Linked DNA regions of Mus musculus: all the other regions are linked to region 5. The links are chromatin contacts, called in public HiChIP or PLAC-seq, capture Hi-C and promoter capture Hi-C maps. All regions are on one chromosome and are shown on one strand. The core of a region is the stretch at or near the end of the contact, and the rest is flanking DNA. Distances in the headings are between cores, read along the strand shown.

Region 1 (2,700 bases), core at 120-2,619, 340 kb after region 5:
TGCTTCTCTGTGCTTAGATATCCTCATCTGTGAAATGCAGATGGCCACACAACGCCTTAGAGGCTCCGTGATACATCTCTCTCTGAGATATAAAACAGAGCTAATGCAGAGCCAAGGGTCTAATGACCCAAGAGAGAGACAGCAGGGCTGCACTTGGTTTGGGGTTTCTGACTCTCTGAAGGGCATTATATATAATACAAAGGCTACAGAGGAGGCTACTTGGAATCACAGAACCAAGAGTGTGGGCCTCACGGTTGACTCAGTCTCCCCATGCTTGTCCTATGCTCGCTCTCTCTCCCCAGCGTCGTCTACTCTCCATTTCTACCTTACTTAATGGCTCCTCCACTCCACACCCTAGAGGGTACCTATCTCAGGTATAGGACAGTGCCATGCCCTAACACTCACCATCCATTTCCTAGCCTGGATAAGACCACACATGGTCAACGCTAGGTGCACGCATGGGGGCAGGAGTGGGCGGCAGGGTTAGTAGCAGAGGTGCGCACTTATGTGGAGCCTTCACATTCCAGATCCTCATCCGTGCACTTCAGTTATTTCAGTTGGTGGAGAGACCTACAGAAACTAATCACAGTCTCTTTGACTAGTCGTCACTTTACAGTCACAGCAACTCTATCACGTCCTAGGGCCCTCATTTTGCCTACCAGGGAGCTGAAACAAACTTGAATAATTTGTCTGGAAGCCAGTGACAGGAAAATTTTTATATAAAGGCTATAATAGCTCATCCCAAATCCATGATCCTGGCCACTAACAATCTACTACACATGATCTGTGACAGGTCATTAGTAAGCATATCCCCCATCAAATGTTTACTTAAGGAATAAAGTCTGAAACTGCCATTCTGGTCCTTATTTTCAATCTGATTAGGCATCTGTTACTTCTACACTCCCAGCAAACTCTGGCTTGGGTAAAAGCTCTAACTCTGGGTAAATGGCCCCAGGCAGCCAAGTGTGGTGGTGTACACCTGGCAGGTAAATCAAGGCCAGCCTGCTCTACAGATTGAGTTCCAGGACAGCCAGGGCTGCAAAAAGAAACCCTGTCTCTAAAAACAAAACAAAACAGAACAAGCTTGGTGGTGGTGGCACACTTAAGGGCAGAAGCAGGCTAATCAGTGTGAGTTCAGAGCCAGCCTAGTCTACATAGTGAGTACCAGGATAGCCAGTGCTATGTAGAGATATTCTGTCTTAAAACACACACACACTCACAAACAAACTAATAAACAAACAAAAAAGACCTCAGATGATCTTTGTGTCTTTCTTTCTGGAGTCCCCTTCATTAGCAAGTCTAAGAAACAAGTCCTACAATTGTCCCGAATGCTAGAGACCAATTGCTAGGGAGATGGCCCCCTCTAGTGGTCACACAGTGACAGGCACGGCCAGATGTAACATCCATAAGAAGTGTTGCTATGACTTCTCTTTCTGGCTATAGCATAGCATCAGAAAATACAAGAAAAAAAAAAAAAAAACTAAAAAGCAAACAAAAAACACTAAGTAGTATGTCTTTTTTACAACACCTCTGAGAATGTGATATTGTTATTAGATGAATGAGACAAAACATGAGCTCACAATGGACAGTCATTTTACTTCTGGCTCAAATGCAAACAAAACAAGCTCACTCCAGTTTTATAATTATGTTCTGTCCTCATCTTGTATCTTTTAAAAGGAAATTAGGAAAGGGAGGAGAAAGAGAGGGAATGAGGGAGGGAGGGAGGGAGGGAGGGAGGGGAAGGCACACAAGCCTATATAGATCCCAGGCTTCAAGCAACAAGTAGCAGGACATGGTGGAACAAACCTTTAATCCCAGGCTTTAATCCTCAAACTTTTACGAATTTGAGGTCAGCTTGGTCTACATAGTGAGTTTCACAACAGCCAAGACTATTTATAGAGACCCTGTCTCAAAAACAAACTAACAAACAAAAGCAACAAAGTAAATAAACATCACCCTCTTCTCTCCAATCTTGTCATCTCAGGGCCGGGGACATGGCTCAGTAGGTCAGAGCACCGGCTGTACAGCATGAATGTGGATCACCAACATCCACGGAGAAAAGCAAGGCACTCACCTACATCCGCAGCATGGAGGAGAAAGGAGACAGAGGATGGTTGGGACTGCTCATGTTCATGCCCCACGTTCACTGACAGACCCTGTCTCAAGGGAATAAGCCTGAGTGTGGCAGAGCAGGGTACCCCAAATCTTCCTTTGGCCTCTGTGCTCTCATACACAAGCACACACACACACACATGTAACAACAGGCCCTCAGACCTTAGCACAACTGACTCCATGATGGAAGCACCATTCAGGCCTTGGAACCCAGCACACGGGCAGCACCACCTGCCAAAATAAAAACAAAGACCGAATCCTTCAAAGTCCATAGTTCTGGGAAAGTCTCTAGATGTACTAACCTCGCTTTTCGGCTCCTGTAGTTCCATTTCTGGCTAGCTGTTCGTGGTAACTGTAGTATGTCAACCCAGAATGTGTTCTTATTCTGAACATCCAGTGTAGTTACCAGCTGGCTAATAAAAGACTTTCTGTTGGCTTAAACCCATGTCTTAAGTGAGTAGTCTTCGATGAATGCTCCCAACACAGAGGCATACATCACATGTCAAAAAGAATATTATTTTAGTCAAAGTTGTTTTTTTTTTTTAACGGCTGGAAAGATAGCTCAGCAGCTAAGAGTGCCCACTGCCT
Region 2 (2,700 bases), core at 30-2,529, 310 kb after region 5:
GAAGAGGCAAATGTCACAGCTGCTTTCACACTTGGTGAACTTAGATGTGTGGTGTGTATGTGTGTGTGAATGTATTTGTGTATGTATGTGTGAGTGCTGGTGTGTATGTGTGTTTGTTTATGTGGGTGTGGGTATGTGTGCATGTATGTGTGAATGCATGTATTGTGTATGCTGGTGTGTGTGTATGCTTCTGTGTGTGTGTATGCATTTGTGTGGAGATATATGAGTGTGTTGGTGTGTGGGTGAGTATGCATTTATGTATGTGTGCACATGTATATTCGTGTGTGTGTGCATTTGTGTGAGGAGTGTGTGTGTGTGTGTATGTGTGTGTGTGTGTGTGTGTGCGTGCGCGCACATGTGTGTAGAAATAGATATGTGCCATGAAAGCAGAAGGGAGGAATATTTCAGAAAGAGGAAGGGATGATCAAGAGAGCAAGGAGAGAGAATGGGATAGGGTTAGGGATGTACACAAGGGATAGTGATGTCTGTATAAAATGCCAAAATGAATCAAATGGTTGGCTTACACGCTAGCTAAAAATTAAATAAAATTCTCTCAGAAATAGTATAGACCCTAGTAACTCTAGCAATAGAACTTATACTCAGCAAGGATGAGGCCCTGCTTCCTGTCCCCAGTATGGGTGGAGAAAGGGACACTGAAACTCCCCTTCAAGATAAAACTATCCCCCAAATATCAATATCTGAAAGTTATGACATGCTGGTAAGTAAACAGAAAACAAAGTAATAGATAACATTATTTTCACAGGTAAAGTATCGTTTTACATACATAAAAAACATGCAGTAGAACTCAAACTTTCTCTAAAGACAGTATCCTGAACTCATTTCTTTGCCCAGTACAAGGCAAAGCCTTTCAAAGCTACTTGACAGACAGTTGAACCTGCTGAATTATCTCCTGTCTCACACCACAGCCTCTGAGACAGCCAGCACCAACATCCCGCAGGCCTTGTTCGTAAACACCTTCTTTCATTTCACCATTAGCTTAGAACACCAGAAAATGATTCACTGTTCTGGGGGTGCAGGAAGGTTTACCTGAAGACGAGTCTGAGACGGTACATGAAGACGAGTCTGAGATGAGGCCTGAGGAAACAGGTTGATTTTTGAAGTTCACGTCAGTATAAATGTTTGGTAATGCCATATTGAGAAGAGACCTGCTTTCTTCAGAGAACCTGTGTCAGTCTTAATACACTTAATATAAACGAGAAATAAACATGGTAAGGATTAATCCAGCATCCAGGATAAGGTGCAGAGACACTTAATGGGCAAGTACCTCTGAGAGTACAGCATGAAAATTTAAAACCACAGGGTGGAACTCTCTGGGCCACAGAGGGCTGATCCCCACAACCAGAAAAAAAAAAAAAAAAAAAAAAAAACAGAATTGCAAGCTTCAAACGCATTTGTCATGGATATGCAAACACTGTGGACACTGTGGCCTGAACAGGGAAGAGGAAGAAAAGTGGCAAGGAAAGGAAAAAGAGGAACCAGGCATTAGAGAAGTTTCCCCTGAAACCGGTGCTCTCAGCACTCCACAGCAGAGTTTGGGCATTTCCACACACAAACGTGATTTCTGCAACCAACATGAGCTAAAGCTGCCTATAGGGAGAAACAACATTCACTCTAGCCAAACAGCCGAGTTCTGACCTCTCCATTCTAAGAGGGTCCTTGACCTTGGCATCTTTCTGGCTCTTCAGAATGTGCACCACTGTAAGACAGGGCAGATTTCCAAAGTCTGCAACCTGTGTTCCTTCATCTTGGGAGTGAGGAGCTCCTAAAAACCAAGCCAAAGCCCTGGGATGGCTCTGGACTTTGTCTTCTGCTGTGTCGAGTTCCCACCTCTTCTAGCAGTTCTTCTGCTTTCTCCAGATTCCCTGGGAGACTCTGGAGGCTGGCAGACTGTGCCTGGCTGTCATCTACCATCTTCACTCATGCTATGTGCTGCTTTTTAGAGTGTGCGCGCACACACACACACTGCCCCGTATGCATGCTCCCTACACAGACCCTGAGATCATTTCTCCCGAGTGTCTCAAGTTTGTTCTATATCTTCTCAGGAACATGAGAAGCTCAAGGCACTGGGAGATTAAACCTTATGTGTCTTACCTACGGAGTCAACACAGTTCTTCACAACTCAGGAATAGGAGGATATGCTTTGTCAAGCTTGGCTGTGAAGCATGGATGCGCACACAATCACATACATGCCTGCAACGCACATACCACAGCATCGAGACGCTGTGGGCTGCAAGGAGCAGGCCCTCCTTCAGTAATGTGGCAAAGTTGCAATTGACAAGAGAAGCCACAGAAAAATTAGATACCTGAGGAGAAAAAGGCCAAATGCTAGGAAATCAGCAGCATTCTTAAAATAGCTGAAGGATCAGAAACAAACATTAGGTCATTTAAACTGAGTGCTGTGAAATAGTTTAAAAGATATCCACATAACTAGCTCAGAATAAACCAATGAACCATCCACCAATCCAAGGGAGGCCCAGCCCCAGGAGAACTCACCAGCAGCCACCCAAGAAGGCAGTGATGGATGGTGAGACACAAGGGGCCTGTGCAGGTACCTGGTGCCAATATGTAGAATTTCTCCAGAGAAAAAGAACCATCCTGGGACCCCACATTCAAGTGCCCAAAACTGTCAACCCAAAGTCACAGCTCTTACCACAAGGGAAGTAAGTAACAGTTTATTCT
Region 3 (2,700 bases), core at 99-2,598, 280 kb after region 5:
CTTCTTTTTCCTATTCTGTTGCTGTGCCTGATAAACACTAATAATGTGATGTTTGAAATAATAAGAGAATGTAAATATGAAACAATCATGTTAATTTTAGAAACATTCCAAAATATAGAATAATTCATTCTTAACATTGAGGATAATTGTCGCCAATATTTGATATTCATTTTCCAACACGTTTAAAACTTTCACACATAAATTCATATTTTCTGCAATTGGCACATCATAAATACTGATTTGTGGCTTTTTTTTTTTCATTAAATCGTGAATTTTTTCCTTTATAATTTTTGTATTATTTCTGAGACAGAGTCTTGGTATGTTCCCAAGGTAGACCTTGAATTCATTATGTAATCCAAGCTGGCCCCAAACTTATAGCAATCCTCTGTCTCAGCCTCCTGAGTTTTGCTACTACAGACATGGGGTGAAACATCCAACCATTTTTTTTAATATCATCATGTCTTCTTTATCAGTTTTATAATGACTGCAGAGTATTTCATCTTATACTTTTAAAGTCTTACTTCCAACTGCAAAGAATGTGATAGTCAAGAAGTATTTGTAAACCTTTGTATACCTTTATGGTAACAATCGCTACATTTTTAGTCACCACTTCTAAAAGAGTTACAATACTTTCCAACCATGTGTAAGGTCCTGCTTTCAGTCTCCATCACTGGGATGAAAAGAGTGAAAGAAGCTATGCAACACTTAGATACCAAACAAACTATGCTATGTTATCAAATAGAGAGTGGGGAATTATTATACAGTAGCCTAACTTTTGAAACAATATGGTACACATATTTATGTGTATCTACATGTAGAAAAGATACAATATACTCGTATGGTATTATTTTTCTCTAGATGGTAAAAGTAAAGACAACACTTTCTCTTCTCCACTGTACAATCCTATGACCTTCCATGTCTGTCTACAGGCAACACACTTGGCTGAGGCTCCAGGGACCTGCAGGCATAGCCGCATCTAAGACCATCTGTCTTTGTCCTTTACCGAATCACTAACTGGGAGCAGCAGAAAATGCTTTCTTACCTGGCCAAGAGTCTGTGTCGATGTCTGAGGAGTCAACTTTATTTTTGAAGTTCGTGTTAACATAAATGTTTTCTGAAAACATGTTGAGATGAAAGTTTCCCCTGCCCTCAGAAGATGTGTGTCATCCCGTCTTTAAAATATCTCCTGAACAAGAAACAAACGTGACAGCAAATAATCCTGACACCAGCTAGAAATGAGAGGCAGTAACAGACAGCTGCCCTCAGCTTGCAGCACTCCCCTGGCCTGCAAAGGGAGTATCGCGGACAGAAAATGCATTCCGTCCAATCATAGAATTACAGCTATACCAAGAACCCAGTGGGTGAGAGAAGAAAACAGGAAGGAATGAAAAAGAGGAACCAGGGCATTAGAGAAGTCAAACTCCCTACGGAGTTGAGATTCTGACACTCACCCTGAGGCACCCTCCGCAATCAGGCCTCCTTTACCCAGCATGTGCCAAGTTCTACTCGTGATCTCTGAAGAGCTGCCAGTGGGTCTTCCTGAGTCTCTAGCACCACACTCAAGTCCCTGTCACGGACAGAAGCATTCTTCATCCCAAAGGCACCTAGTACACACCCTAGACTGTGGCACCACGCAGGGACAGTCTCTTCACCCTTCTCAGTCTCTGGAAACCGTTCCAGCACTGCCTTATGCATGGGCACTCTCTTTAACCTGCCTGGGTTCTGACAGGCCATTTCCTCCACATCCTAGCAAGGATTCTCTCTTTATCTTGAAAGTCGCTGAGTTTCCAGCTTGTATTCTCCACTGTCAGTCACATCCTGTGCCTCGCCTAGCTCCTGAAACCCATGCCTGGTTTGTGAGAAAGGTCCAGCCATCCGGTTTAGTCTCGGAATCTCAGCCTGATTTGGAGCCAAAACTATGCACGGTCCCCATCCTCCCAAATGCCAAGGTATCATCCCACGCTGCTCCTTGAGGACCCTCTGCTCACTCGTTTGGGGTTCTGACTTCCTGTGAGAAGTGCCCCAAGCATGGGTGCCTGCCTCACCCTATTTGAGTTCAGACTCCTCACCTGCCCGCTGTCAGACACAGCTGCCCTCCTCACCTCTCAGGTTTGTGGACCCACCCCCAAGGCCATGCGCTTTCTCATCAGCATGCCAATATTCCCCTCACCGCTTAGGGCTTCAGTTCTGCCATCAAGCCAGCCCTCTGCACAGTCAGATCATCGCATCCTACTATGGACACCTGCCCTGACTGAAATTGAATTATTTAGTAAGCAAAGAGAAAAATCACATTTTTAAAGGATAGAAGAAGGGCAAGAAAATTCGTAGTTCTCTGTACGAGGTTCCGGGACGCAGTGATTCATGGACACATACCCTCTCGCCTGTAATTGCTCGCTCCCAGAGACCATCCTTCAAGCTCCTTATGCAAAAGTGAGTTCTAAAATTGCCGCTATCTCCCTAGGGGAAAAATTCACATTGTGAGCTAACTACACTGTGTCATCCACAGTCCCGTACCCAGCTGGCTTATAGCAGCAAGCACTTATTTCTCAATCACAGTTTATTTGTGCTTAGGATCTGCATACGGATGACTGTAGTGATGCTTCGTCATTCTGGAGCCAAGGCCACAGAGCAATTGAACATGCATCACACTCCTCTGTTTTAATATGGTGGTCAGGACCGGCGGTATAGTATGACAAGCAT
Region 4 (2,700 bases), core at 57-2,556, 360 kb after region 5:
TACCCTATACTCTTTTATTTAACTCTCAAAAAAAAACCTGTGAAGGGGTTGGGGAAATGGCTCAGTAGTTAAGAACACTTGTTGCTCCTGCAGAAGACAGGGGTTCAGTTGCCAGCACCCAGATGATGGTTCACCAACATCAGTGACTCCAGTTCCTGGAGATCTGATGTCTCACAACATCACTCTGACCTCTGTGAGCACAAGGCATACCCACTCATACAGACAGACAAAACACCCATACACATACCTCTAAAACAAATAAAAACCTGTGAGGTACACAAGACGTGCACAGTCTTCTCACGCTACTTCTCCTGTTTTACAAATGAGAACCCTTAAGGCCTGGGGAAGAAAAACATTGATTGGCTCATAAATTACACAGCTATTTAGTGTCGAGGGCTCAGACCTAAAGAGTTTTCAACACAAATCCCAGCGAATTCTCTTTGAACTCCTTAACATCCTACAACAGCCCAAAACCTCAATCACTGGATTACAAGGTTGTCAGGCCTTACAAGAGGAAAAAAAAAAAAAAAAAAAAAAAAAATGCTGCACTGACTCTGGGAAAGCTCTAAGAGAGGTGACTGGATTGATAGGAAGGCAGAAATCCCTACATAATCAATGTGTGGGGGGGAGGGGTACACACACACAAACAAAATGAAAACACGCAATAGCTCATCACTGGAATACAAGATCTTAACGTGTGCCTACTGCGCCCCCCCCCCCCAAAAAAAAAAAAAAACTAAAGGATGATGACACTTGGCGAGAATGACAACAGTATCAATTAAAATAGATCATCTAAACAGTGGACAGCAAAACTACCATTCCGGACAAGTGTCAGGCGGGATCAGAAGCGCGGGGGGAGGGGGGGGAGCGTGCCGTGTGCGTGTGCGGACGCGCGCGTGGAGGATTACAAGCCAAAGGTCGCAGCAAGAGTAACAGATGGAGCAGGCATGAATGGATTGCGGATGACGAGGAGCAGACGATGTCTCAGGGGGAGGGATGGGGAGGAGAGGTGGAAAGACGCATGACGGCAGGAAGAAAAGAAAACAAAATCAGAGTTCCAGCAAAACAGAAAAGTAGACGGAGCCGCCGGCAGCCCGGGTGGCAGGCTAACTACGGCGGCAGCGGCTCGAGCCGATGGCTGCTGCCCAAGGACACAACCGTCACCCCGGCGGGCGCCGGCTGCAAATCCCCCTGGGTACCTGTAACCGCGGTTGGAGGCCCGCGGCGGAATCCGGTAGACGCTGACGTCGGGCTTCACACACAGCACGGACTCATATTCCAGCTCTGCCGCCATCTTGGCTCCGCTAGCGCCGCGGGGGCGGGGCACGGGTGGGGGCGGGCTGAGACGCCGACGGCTTCCTTCGCGTCACTTCCGCTCGGGTACAGCTTCGAGGTTAACCTCTAGGCGGCGCAAAACCTGTTACAATCTGGAAACGCTGATGCGCCTGGCTCGCCATCTTGAGTAACGGCAAAGACAGGCTCAGTGGTAGAGCACTTGCCTGCCAAGGCCTCGGGTTGGGCTCTTTCCCCAGCGAAAAATTAAAAATAAGAATTCAGTTCTCTTTTACCTACCTTCAAACGGTAACCAGAAAAAAAAAAAAAAAAAGTCACTGAATATACGAAAACAAAACAGAGGTTGGACAAAATGAATCTCTGCTTTCTCATTCTGTTCTCATAAGCAAGTGTCCAATGCATAATCTATTAAGTGCTACCATGGGGTTGTTTTGTTTTTTTGCAATTTTGTAGGTTTTGTTGGTGACTTCTCCATATTAAAATGACTGATTACAGTGCTAAATGCTATCTAGCATCCCTCAGCATGAGTAGCCCAGCTGGCTACACATCACGATGAGTACTAAACAGCTCTATCCACAAATATGTTCTTTGTGCACTCGCAAATAAATGTAAGCTTACAACAGTGTAACTTAGAAATGTTTTAGATGGCACTGACTTCAAGTGGCAAAACCAAGTCTGATCTTATCTTGTCCCCCCCAAAACACCAGTAGCAGCCTCTTTCATTGCATTCTATCGACTGGTTGACTTTTACTTCTGATTGGTCTGCTTTGCCTAGCAAAGCCAGTTCAACAAGAATTAGACTTTAGGGTTGGTGAGATGGCTCAGTGGGTAAGAGCACCTGACTGCTCTTCCAAAGGTCTGGAGTTCAAATCCCAGCAACCACATGGTGGCTCACAACCATCCATAACGAGATCTGACTCCCTCTTCTGGAGTGTTTGAAGACAGCTACAGTGTACTTACATATAACCAATAAATAAATCTTTAAAAAAAAAAAAAAAAAAGAATTAGACTTTAATTGGCTGGTAAGGATGTAGAGACTGGCTACGGTTGCCAGGACTATAAATTGATCCAACGCTGCTTTGAAGGGACATTTAGCAGAACTCTCCAAATATTAAGTGGGTGTAGCCTTTAACAGTTCCACTAGCTTTTTGTTTGTTCATGTCTGTTTATTTGGAGACAGAGTTTCAATGTAGTCCAGGCTGGCCCTCATCTCATTATGTACTAAAGAATGACTTTGAACTTGTAATCCTCCTGCCACCATAGTACTGGAATTACAGGCATGTGTCACCACACTCTTTTCTTTTCTTTTTTTCAGTGTTTTGGATCACATCCAGGGTTTTGTGAGAACTAGGCAAGCATTCTATCAATTTAGCTACATCCCCAACCAAAAACTTTTTTTTCTATCAT
Region 5 (2,700 bases), core at 11-2,510:
AAGCTGTCGACATTATGAAATCAACTGGACTTGCACTCCCAATATAGAGATGTGAGAAGAGACTGTGATTACTGGTGAACCCAGTGCTGGAAGGCACTGTCACAGACAATGGTTGTAAATAGTATGAGCTAACAAAGCTGGTGAAGAAACCTTACATATCTCATTAGTCAAAAGATGGGGGAAAAAAAAGAAAAGGAACAAAGAAGAGAAGTCAAGAAAAACATGGCATTACCTGTGAAGTCAGACCAGATAATGGGATTAAAATAACAACTCCAGGCTGGTGGTAGCATATGCCTTCAATCCCAGCACTTAAGAGGCAGAGGTAGGAGGATCTCTTTGAGTTCAGGGCCATCCTGATCTATGGAGAGAATTCCAGGACAGCCAAGGCTTGTTACACAGAAAAACTCTGTCTTGAAAAGCCAAAACAAAACAAAAGTGTCCCTTGGAGTCTCTGTGGAACAGAGACTAGACAGTGCCCCAAAAGAGACACCAGTCAATGAAGAACTTACCCACACAGCTCGCAATGAAACAGGTACTCAAGAGTAACATGGAAATCACAGCAGCTGACCAGAGTCTCAGGGTCCAGCAGACTCCCTTCCCTGTCAGATAGCAATCAGATGTACTCACCACAGGACCAAAAACCTTAGATCAGTTAATAACCAGACAAAATGCTCAGAATAATTATGAACTTAAAGTAGGAAAAAGCTGTCACAGCCCTATAATATGACCAAGTCAGCTCTTAAGCACACACACACACACACACACACACACACACACACACACACTCACAATCTAGAAATATTTCACCCTCAGGCACCTGCAATTTCCATGACCTTATACTTTCTTCTTGTTGTCACATTTCACACCCCCTTCAATAATTTGGTTTCTTGTTGTTTTGAGGGCTTCTGGCTCTGAGATATTATACTTCTGACACATCCCTGGGACTCTGCTGTCTTGATCTACTTCACCACTTCAGCCTGCCACTTGTCCCAGGTAGATCCTCATCACAGTACGTATTCCTATTGTCTCCTTTGACTGAGACAGGAATTCTCACCTCACCTTGGGATTGTCTTTCCTGCACCATTGTTGAGGTGTATGTTCAGAAGGTCAGGGGTTTCTTGCATCTGTCTCCAAAATACGACTCAGGGACCTGGCTTCTGTCAAAGAGGCCAGAGTTCAGAATCAACTTCCACACACACTTGAGTTAAATGCCACAGAGCGGGCCAATGCTGCAAACCCAGAAGTCAGAGAGTCTGCACTGCTCTCCACTGATTTAAAGACATGGGAAAGAGGAAATTGAGAAACATACCTAAATTTGTTCCTAAAAACTCTGTCAAGAATGTTCTCATTACTTTCTCAGTTCCTAATGTGGAAGTATCTCCGACCTCAAAATAAATTTGTCTATAAACTGTATTTACATTAAATGTTCTTTACAATACATTATGTGGATTATTCAGTTGATATGAGGCTTAACTCATATATCAAACAGGATTCTAGGAAGCAATAAGTCTGAATGGCTGAATGGTTAGCTGCTTGTCCTGGGTTGGATATCTAGAAGTCCTCACCCCTTCACACATGTGTACACATGTGCATGCATACATACATACATACATACATACATACATACATACATACATACATACATTAAAGCAAGACATGTGAGTATTAGTCAGAAGTGGTATTGTGACATACAAGGGTGTTGTGGTGTACATTTTGCTATATTGTGACTTTTTGGAATGGAATCAAGCAGGTATTTTAATTATGATTATTGTGACTACATTTTGAAGGTACTAACTCCATTTTGACATTCCTCTTTTCACACAAGCTGTAACTAAGGTAAATAACTGCTCTATCATCTTGACAACACATAAGCAATCACATTGATGACTGTAGGTCAATATGCAAATGAGACTCATGGTATCTAGACTTTTTAGGTGTGTGTGCCCTGTGTATTCAGATTTGACCTGTGTATTCAGATTGCCACGTGTGACACTTTTTTTTCTTTTCTTTTCTTTTTTTTTTTTTTTTTTTTTTTTGGTTTTTCAAGACAGGGTTTCTCTCTATAGCCCTGGCTGTCCTGGAATACACTCTGTAGATGAGGCTGTCCTCAAACTCAGAAATCCACCTGCCTCTGCCTCCCAAGTGTTGAGATTAAAGGAATGCGCCACCATTGCCCGGCATGTGACACATCTTGACTCTACAGTTCCCTCTCAACTGTAGGTGTGGAGACTCTACTGAAACAAATGAGTCCTTCTCTTCAGCACTGATGATTTGAGAGCACTCTGGACTTTTTTCATTCCTATCTTGGAAGGGACTGATCTCAGTAACCGTCCACAGGATTTCATCCATGAGTCTATGTTTGGTTCACTTCTAATGCTGTGTGCTCAACTAATTTTTTTCTTGAACCTATTTTTGCCTATATATCCATATATTCCTTTCCCTTATTTTTGTATGATCTCTAATTGTGATACTTGAAACAAACTGATTGATTGGTTTATGGACCGTTTTCATGTGGGGCCTCACTTGTCATTTGATTGGAGAGTAAAGAGGAGCCCACTCCTCTGGCAGGAGTTATCATCCTTAGGCTTAAAATTGTTGTCATGGACCAGACTGACCTTCTTGGGCTAATATGACAAAATCTGACTTATACTGGGCAAAAGTTCATTGGTAACATTTTACAAGTTCTCTCAATAGATTAGG
Region 6 (2,700 bases), core at 111-2,610, 370 kb after region 5:
TGAGGAAAGAATGTAAATATGACTCCACAGACAGTGGGGCATGAGCACTGAGCCTTGGTTTGGTTTGCTCTGTCTCCCCATTCTTCATTCACCTTATATAGCGTGGTTGAGCTCAACTCGTGGTAATGCAGCCATTGAGAGAAACTCACCCAAGGACTTCGGTTCCTGCAGCTGCTTGCCACTTTAGCAGCCTTGCCTCAGACCAGTTGGCATTCATGCCCGGTGTCTGCTGGTGGAGAGGACTGGATTGAAGCTGCTAGCTCATGTGTGGCATCTGCCTGCCTATAGGACTGGTCTACAACTGCTGAGTTGTATTTGGTGTTTGCTATGGGACTGAACTGCTGAGAAAGAAGACGGGGATTGCGCCCACCCCCCCCCAAAGAACTATTGCTGAACAGGCCCACTTCCACCATATTCTAATAACTTTTCTTCCACTCTCTCTGCTGGGTGGTAGGTTAGAGAAGAGAATGAACCTTATAATTAAAAGTAGGTTGCAAAAAATTTATGCTACACCTCCCAACTCAGCCATCTTTTTGTTGTTGTTCTTAAATGTGTTATTTGTTCTTTAACAAGTACATATGCATTCAACCTAACTTGATCATAGCCATCTCCCGTCGTCACACACACACACACACAGTTTTTTCCTGACCTGGGGATTAACCACAAGACCTAGGACATAGCAGACAAGTGCTCACCCACAATCTATATCCCTAGATCTTTTATTACTTTTTTGTCTTGAGATAAGGTCTTGCTAACTTTCTCAAGTTGGTCTTAAAATCACTCTGTAGAGGCTGGAAAAATGGCTTAATAGTTGAGTTCCCAGCACCAAATGAGTGACTGGCAAATCTATAACTTCAATTCCAGGGACCCCCCCCCCCATGCCCTTTTCTGGCCTCCATAGGTAGCAGGCACAAATATATGTACACACAAATGGGGGGGGGGGGAAGAACTCCTACACATAAAAGAAAATCAATAGATCTTTTAAATACCCCATTCTATGGGACTGGAGAGATGGCTCGGAGGTTAAAAACAGATCCCAGCACCCACATTAGGTTCCAGTTCCAAGAAATCTAGCATCCTTTCTTGGCCTCTGTGAGCAACCATATATGGCACACACATACTGATATAAAGATAAAATAAAGCAAATTTAAAGGGAAAAAAATAAAACCTCACTCTGTAGCACAGACAAGCCTCAAATTTCTGCCTGCCTGCATCTCAGCATCTCGTAGCTAAGGTGACAGGTTCCTGCAGGAAATATCTGTGTCCTGATCGGCCTCCTCCACCCGCCCTCCTCTGTCCTTCTGCTTTTCTTATCTACGCCGGCTAAGTTTAAGAGGTGACTCATGGAAAGGCCCTTCCTGTGCAGTCAGATAGCAGTCATGATCCTGAGTTCCCTTTACCCAGGGAAAAGTCAGTGCTCAGCAACTCGTCCAATGCACTTCACTACTTCATTTTGGCTGGACCAGACAGGATTTGTTGGTGGCTCGCAGATCATCAGTCCTGGAGCCTTTGGATTCCATCTCAGTGTGCTTGGTAAGAAAACATAGATGAGCCTTATAGTTCATGCTTGGTTTAGCCTGCTGATTATGTACAATGGCTTCAAGTTCCTTATCTTCTGTTTCCTTCTATTCTTTTCCCTAAAACTTTTTTTTTTTTTTTTTGAGAGTCTTACATAGAGCCTTGGATGGTTGGGAACTCACTACATAGACTGGGCTAGCCTTAAACTCACAGAGCTATATCTCCTTCTCCTGCGATTAAAGTTGTACACAATCATATCTGGTTCTTTCCCTAACTTTTGTTTTGTTTTGTTTTGTTTTGTTTTGTTTTGTTTTGTTTTGTTTTGTTTTGTTTTTGTTTTTCGAGACAGGGTTTCTCTGTGTAGCCCTGACTATCCTGGAACTCACTTTGTAGACCAGGCTGGCCTTGAACTCAGAAATCCGCCTGTCTCTGCCTCCCAACTTTCCCAAATTTTTATTTCTCCTGTCTTATCTCCATGTCTACTTTTATTTTTATGTAAATACTATACATTCTATTTATCTTGGCTTTTAATATTTTCATTCTGAAAATAATAATGAATTTATGTTATTTATTCCCCTAGATTATAGATCATGTTTTCTTCCCTTAGTTTTGCTTCTGTAATCATTGATCACATGTACACACATTTATTTTTATGTATATATACACACACACACACACACACACACACACATATATATATGCCCATATGTGGATTCTTCTTCTGTTGCTCTCTGTAACTCTCCCGTTCTTTGAGCTATTCCTTATCAAAATAGCTGGTTCTATCATTCCATAATTATTATTTGATATTTAAATCTAATTTTTACTCATCATAAATACATTTTAGTTTCAGGTTTTTTTTTAATTACTCTGGCCAACTCAATCCTGAAATCTTTATAAAAAACTTAAACATAGAGGGTTTTTGTTTGGTTTGGTTTTGGGGGGGGGTTGCTCAGAACTTGGGGAAATGTAATGTGGTCTTGTCCTGGATGACTTTTAGGGTGTGAGCTTTCAAGGAAGATCATTTGTGATATTTAAACTATTCCTCACAGCACGGAACTCAGTTGCTCTTACATTGGAATGTTTTCCTTTCAACTTCTGTTATTTTAAATCGCTATGTCCACTTTATTATCGAGACCACAGTTTCTCAGTCATGTGATCCCTGCAGTAAAAAAGAACAGTAAC
Region 7 (2,700 bases), core at 87-2,586, 410 kb after region 5:
AAGTAGGGTTGTCAAAAGGGGCCTCCCTCCTGGTATCCAAGACAGAGTGGGCGGGGACCTGTCGCCAGTCAGGCAAGCAGTCATTGTAATAGACTGGAAAGAAGACGTCTGTTGAATATTAAACTGACTTAGGCATGCCCTGGACGATACAATACAATCCATAAAATGCCCCCACGACTGCAGGTCATTTACTGCAGGTCCAGTCACCAGAGGACAAGACCCAAAGATGGACAGTGCTGTGGGATTCTGACTGTGCTGTGTCCTGAGTTACTAACACCATGGCGTCCTGAAAACGCACCTGTTGTCTGTTCTCAGTCCAAAGCATCAACTTCTCTAGGGGCTGCAAATGACCCAACCCTTTGGACTCCAAAATCTTAAAAGGCCATTTCTCAGAGTCTCTGAAGCAACATGTGGGTTCCAGTGCAAAAGTTCCATCGGAAGACATTTCCCAGGGGTCTTTCTTCTTCCCTTCGAATGAACCCTAAGCTCCACCATTTCCGCTCCCCACACCTCCTGGTGTCTAAAGACTACAGAACGGAAAGCACTAACCTGTCTCCAAGGCTCCCCCCGCCGCTGGAGGAAACCACCTGGTACAGAAGTTTGAGGTTGCAGGGATTCCCCTCTTCAGAGGCAGGTGACAGGTGGCATCCTCAGTGACTCTTCCAGTGCCTGGCGGAGCCTCCCAGGCTGGAGCAGGGAACTGAGTCCCCTGAGGAAGAGGAGTCGAAGGAGGAGGAGGGGGAGAGGGAGGACCTACCTGGGGAAGATGGCACACCCCCCACCCCCTGCCTGCTACCCTAGGGAGGAGGGGAGGAGCCTCTCCCAGCCAGGAGTTGTCTCCTCCCCTTTGGGGGAATCCCCCTCCCCCCCCAAACTGGATCTTTCAGGGGCTGAGGGCTCTTTCTGTCAGTTGGAGATCTGAGTGGAGGGGCTCTGCCCCGGTCCACTGTCTAGGTGCACGGAAGTTGAGGGGCGAGGTCTTCTACTCTCCAGCAAACTGGAACCAATTCCTGGCGGTTCCCTGGAGGGTCCTGGCTTGTGCGTATCAGGACGCCTCTCCGCGGTGAGTCCCGGGTGGGATGCGGGGTGCCTACTCCACAGGCATGGCTCCCTTTCTCTCTGCCTCAAAAGTCCCAAACTGTCTGGAGTGCGCTGAGGCGTGAGGGAGGTCTCACTCCGGGTCCTTCAGGTCTCACTACCCTTCCCGACTTCTGGGGGTCTCCGCTGGAGCCACCGTGGGAGGGACAGCCGCGTGCCCTGCGGCGATCTCTTCTGGCTGTCCGGGGAGTAGGGAGGGTCCTCCCTCCCAAGGGAGAGGGAGCAGGTCCCGGCACAGGGTGTCCCGAGGGTGGGGTCCTCGCACTCCGGCTCCCGCCCGCCTGGCCGGCCGGCCTGGACAGCAGGGTCCCGGAGGCCGCGGTCCGGGCTCCCGTCACCCGCTGCCGGGCGGCAGCGCCTCCCGGGTCACGTCCCCCGTCCGCCGCGCTTCCCGGAGCGTGGGGCTCCCCGCGCTGCCACCTCTGAGGCTCCGACCGGTCGGGGCAGCCAGGAGCCGGCAGGCGGACGGAGCGCGTCGGGGCTCGGCTCGGGCTCGGCTCAGCTCCGCTGCAGGCCCCGGCTCCTCCCCGGCCTCGGCGCCGCGCTCCGCGCCCCTCCCCCTCCCGCCGCCGCGGCCGCCGCCTCCCGGCGCGGGTTAAGGAGGAGCGCGGAGCCCCGCAGCCCACGGGTCGCCGACCCTCCGTCCCGGGCACTGGCGATGCCAGCGTCCACGCTAAGGGCCACACACACCTCTCATTGTGCTGTGGTCTACGCCTAAGACAAGTATTCCCAGTTTTCTCAGAAACGCATTTGATGGCTCCTCTCTTTCTCTTCCAGACAGCTTATAAAGGGTTATAGGGCCGGGCGTGAAGTTAAAGTTTACTCTTATCCTGGAGGTCAGTGAAAGATTGGATCGAGGATGTATAAAAAGATAAATGAGTCTGTTATAGAGAAATGAGCATCGGGAAATGGGGTCTTGTGTTAGTTTCGGCTCTGCAAACTTGTGCAAGGCCCTAGTTTCTGGAAGCATAGCCTGTGAAGAAGGGACTATGATACTCTGGCCTGCCTACTAATATGGATGTCGCAGTCACCAAAGGAAATGATTTACGAGTTGCTTTTTAAAATGGTCTAGTACACAAAGGGTTCAAAGCATGATTATTCATTTCCCTTATAAAATGTCATTTTTTTTTACCTTTGTGCTAAAGTCAAGTGACATTTCTATAGACTATGTTATCCTGAGTGCCACAGGGAGATAGAATGGGCTCTCAGCACATCCCTCTACTTCTTACAGAATAATCTCCATCCTGGGACAGGAAATAGAACCAGGTTAGCCCATCTCTTACCTCCCCAGTCATGCTATTCCAGTACAAACTCTTAGGTATATCACCCTCTGGCTTACTTTTCTCCAATTGTGTTCTATTATAAAATGATAAGACAAAAGAAATTGTTCACTTGATATTTGAATTGCTCAAAAAGATGACAGTTTGATGACTCCCTGTAGAAAGAGATGTCATTTGTCTTCTGGCTAAATATATGCCTACTGCCATTTACTTACATTCTTGTACATATAACCACATTACACATACAACGTCTGCATTAAGGCTTCACACTCTCCGTGTGTTATCACACTTGATTCTTACTGGCAATTCCATGCAGCAGTAT

What was found. Promoter capture Hi-C pulls out the DNA fragments that hold promoters and counts their contacts. HiChIP or PLAC-seq counts read pairs in DNA pulled down with a chosen protein or histone mark. Capture Hi-C pulls out chosen DNA fragments and counts their contacts.
Region 1: a contact with region 5 is called in an H3K4me3 HiChIP or PLAC-seq map of bone marrow-derived macrophages, with 5 times the contacts expected there. The contact joins the enhancer-like site here to the promoter of Clec4n in region 5. A contact is called at or near these places in 2 of 39 promoter capture datasets (embryonic stem cells and macrophages), 1 of 15 datasets of contacts at CTCF or cohesin (large pre-B cells), 7 of 484 Hi-C or Micro-C datasets (LSK cells, bone marrow-derived macrophages, embryonic stem cells and 2 more), 3 of 115 datasets of contacts at active chromatin or transcription factors (bone marrow-derived dendritic cells, bone marrow-derived macrophages and embryonic stem cells) and 2 of 9 other capture datasets (embryonic stem cells and macrophages).
Region 2: a capture Hi-C map of macrophages shows a contact between it and region 5, with 6 times the contacts expected there. The contact joins the promoter of Clec4a1 here to the promoter of Clec4n in region 5. A contact is called at or near these places in 10 of 39 promoter capture datasets (the C10 cell line, cranial neural crest, embryonic stem cells and 6 more), 3 of 115 datasets of contacts at active chromatin or transcription factors (bone marrow-derived dendritic cells and embryonic stem cells) and 5 of 9 other capture datasets (adipose tissue, bone marrow-derived macrophages, embryonic stem cells and 2 more).
Region 3: a promoter capture Hi-C map of macrophages shows a contact between it and region 5, with 8 read pairs. The contact joins the promoter of Clec4a3 here to the promoter of Clec4n in region 5. A contact is called at or near these places in 11 of 39 promoter capture datasets (embryonic stem cells, hippocampal neurons, liver and 4 more), 2 of 115 datasets of contacts at active chromatin or transcription factors (bone marrow-derived dendritic cells and bone marrow-derived macrophages) and 2 of 9 other capture datasets (adipose tissue and liver).
Region 4: a capture Hi-C map of macrophages shows a contact between it and region 5, with 10 times the contacts expected there. The contact joins the promoter of Necap1 here to the promoter of Clec4n in region 5. A contact is called at or near these places in 1 of 39 promoter capture datasets (macrophages), 1 of 484 Hi-C or Micro-C datasets (bone marrow-derived macrophages), 5 of 115 datasets of contacts at active chromatin or transcription factors (the HPC-7 cell line, bone marrow-derived macrophages, embryonic stem cells and 2 more) and 3 of 9 other capture datasets (bone marrow-derived macrophages, liver and macrophages).
Region 6: a capture Hi-C map of bone marrow-derived macrophages shows a contact between it and region 5, with 7 times the contacts expected there. The contact joins the promoter of C3ar1 here to the promoter of Clec4n in region 5. A contact is called at or near these places in 2 of 39 promoter capture datasets (macrophages and neural stem cells), 1 of 115 datasets of contacts at active chromatin or transcription factors (bone marrow-derived macrophages) and 3 of 9 other capture datasets (bone marrow-derived macrophages, macrophages and pancreatic islet).
Region 7: a capture Hi-C map of macrophages shows a contact between it and region 5, with 3 times the contacts expected there. The contact joins the promoter of Foxj2 here to the promoter of Clec4n in region 5. A contact is called at or near these places in 4 of 39 promoter capture datasets (the HPC-7 cell line, macrophages and neutrophils), 2 of 115 datasets of contacts at active chromatin or transcription factors (the 230-238 cell line and bone marrow-derived macrophages) and 2 of 9 other capture datasets (liver and macrophages).

What each region holds. Positions count from the first base shown.
Region 1 is chr6:122,891,295-122,893,994 of GRCm38.p6, reverse strand. No RefSeq gene overlaps it. Among named protein-coding and RNA genes, the nearest start is that of Necap1, 18 kb to the right of the region's middle. Within about 2 kb of position 1,369, at least 6 of the 459 cell types and tissues checked have an H3K27ac peak or open chromatin away from gene starts, as enhancers often do. A contact at or near this core is called in bone marrow-derived macrophages, where this site is marked.
Region 2 is chr6:122,920,427-122,923,126 of GRCm38.p6, reverse strand. Clec4a1 (C-type lectin domain family 4, member a1) reads right to left here and starts at 1,279. Exons shown (of 6, transcript NM_199311.2): 1 at 1,048-1,279. The coding sequence starts at 1,153.
Region 3 is chr6:122,951,292-122,953,991 of GRCm38.p6, reverse strand. It overlaps Clec4a3 (C-type lectin domain family 4, member a3), which reads right to left and starts at 1,348. Exons shown (of 6, transcript NM_153197.4): 1 at 1,043-1,348. The coding sequence starts at 1,124.
Region 4 is chr6:122,873,163-122,875,862 of GRCm38.p6, reverse strand. Necap1 (NECAP endocytosis associated 1) reads right to left here and starts at 1,306. Exons shown (of 8, transcript NM_026267.3): 1 at 1,200-1,306. The coding sequence starts at 1,294.
Region 5 is chr6:123,228,403-123,231,102 of GRCm38.p6, reverse strand. Clec4n (C-type lectin domain family 4, member n) reads right to left here and starts at 1,260. Exons shown (of 6, transcript NM_020001.2): 1 at 1,060-1,260; 2 at 510-599. The coding sequence starts at 1,084.
Region 6 is chr6:122,854,817-122,857,516 of GRCm38.p6, reverse strand. C3ar1 (complement component 3a receptor 1) reads left to right here and starts at 1,360. Exons shown (of 2, transcript NM_009779.2): 1 at 1,360-1,533.
Region 7 is chr6:122,818,820-122,821,519 of GRCm38.p6, reverse strand. Foxj2 (forkhead box J2) reads right to left here and starts at 1,336. Exons shown (of 11, transcript NM_021899.3): 1 at 550-1,336.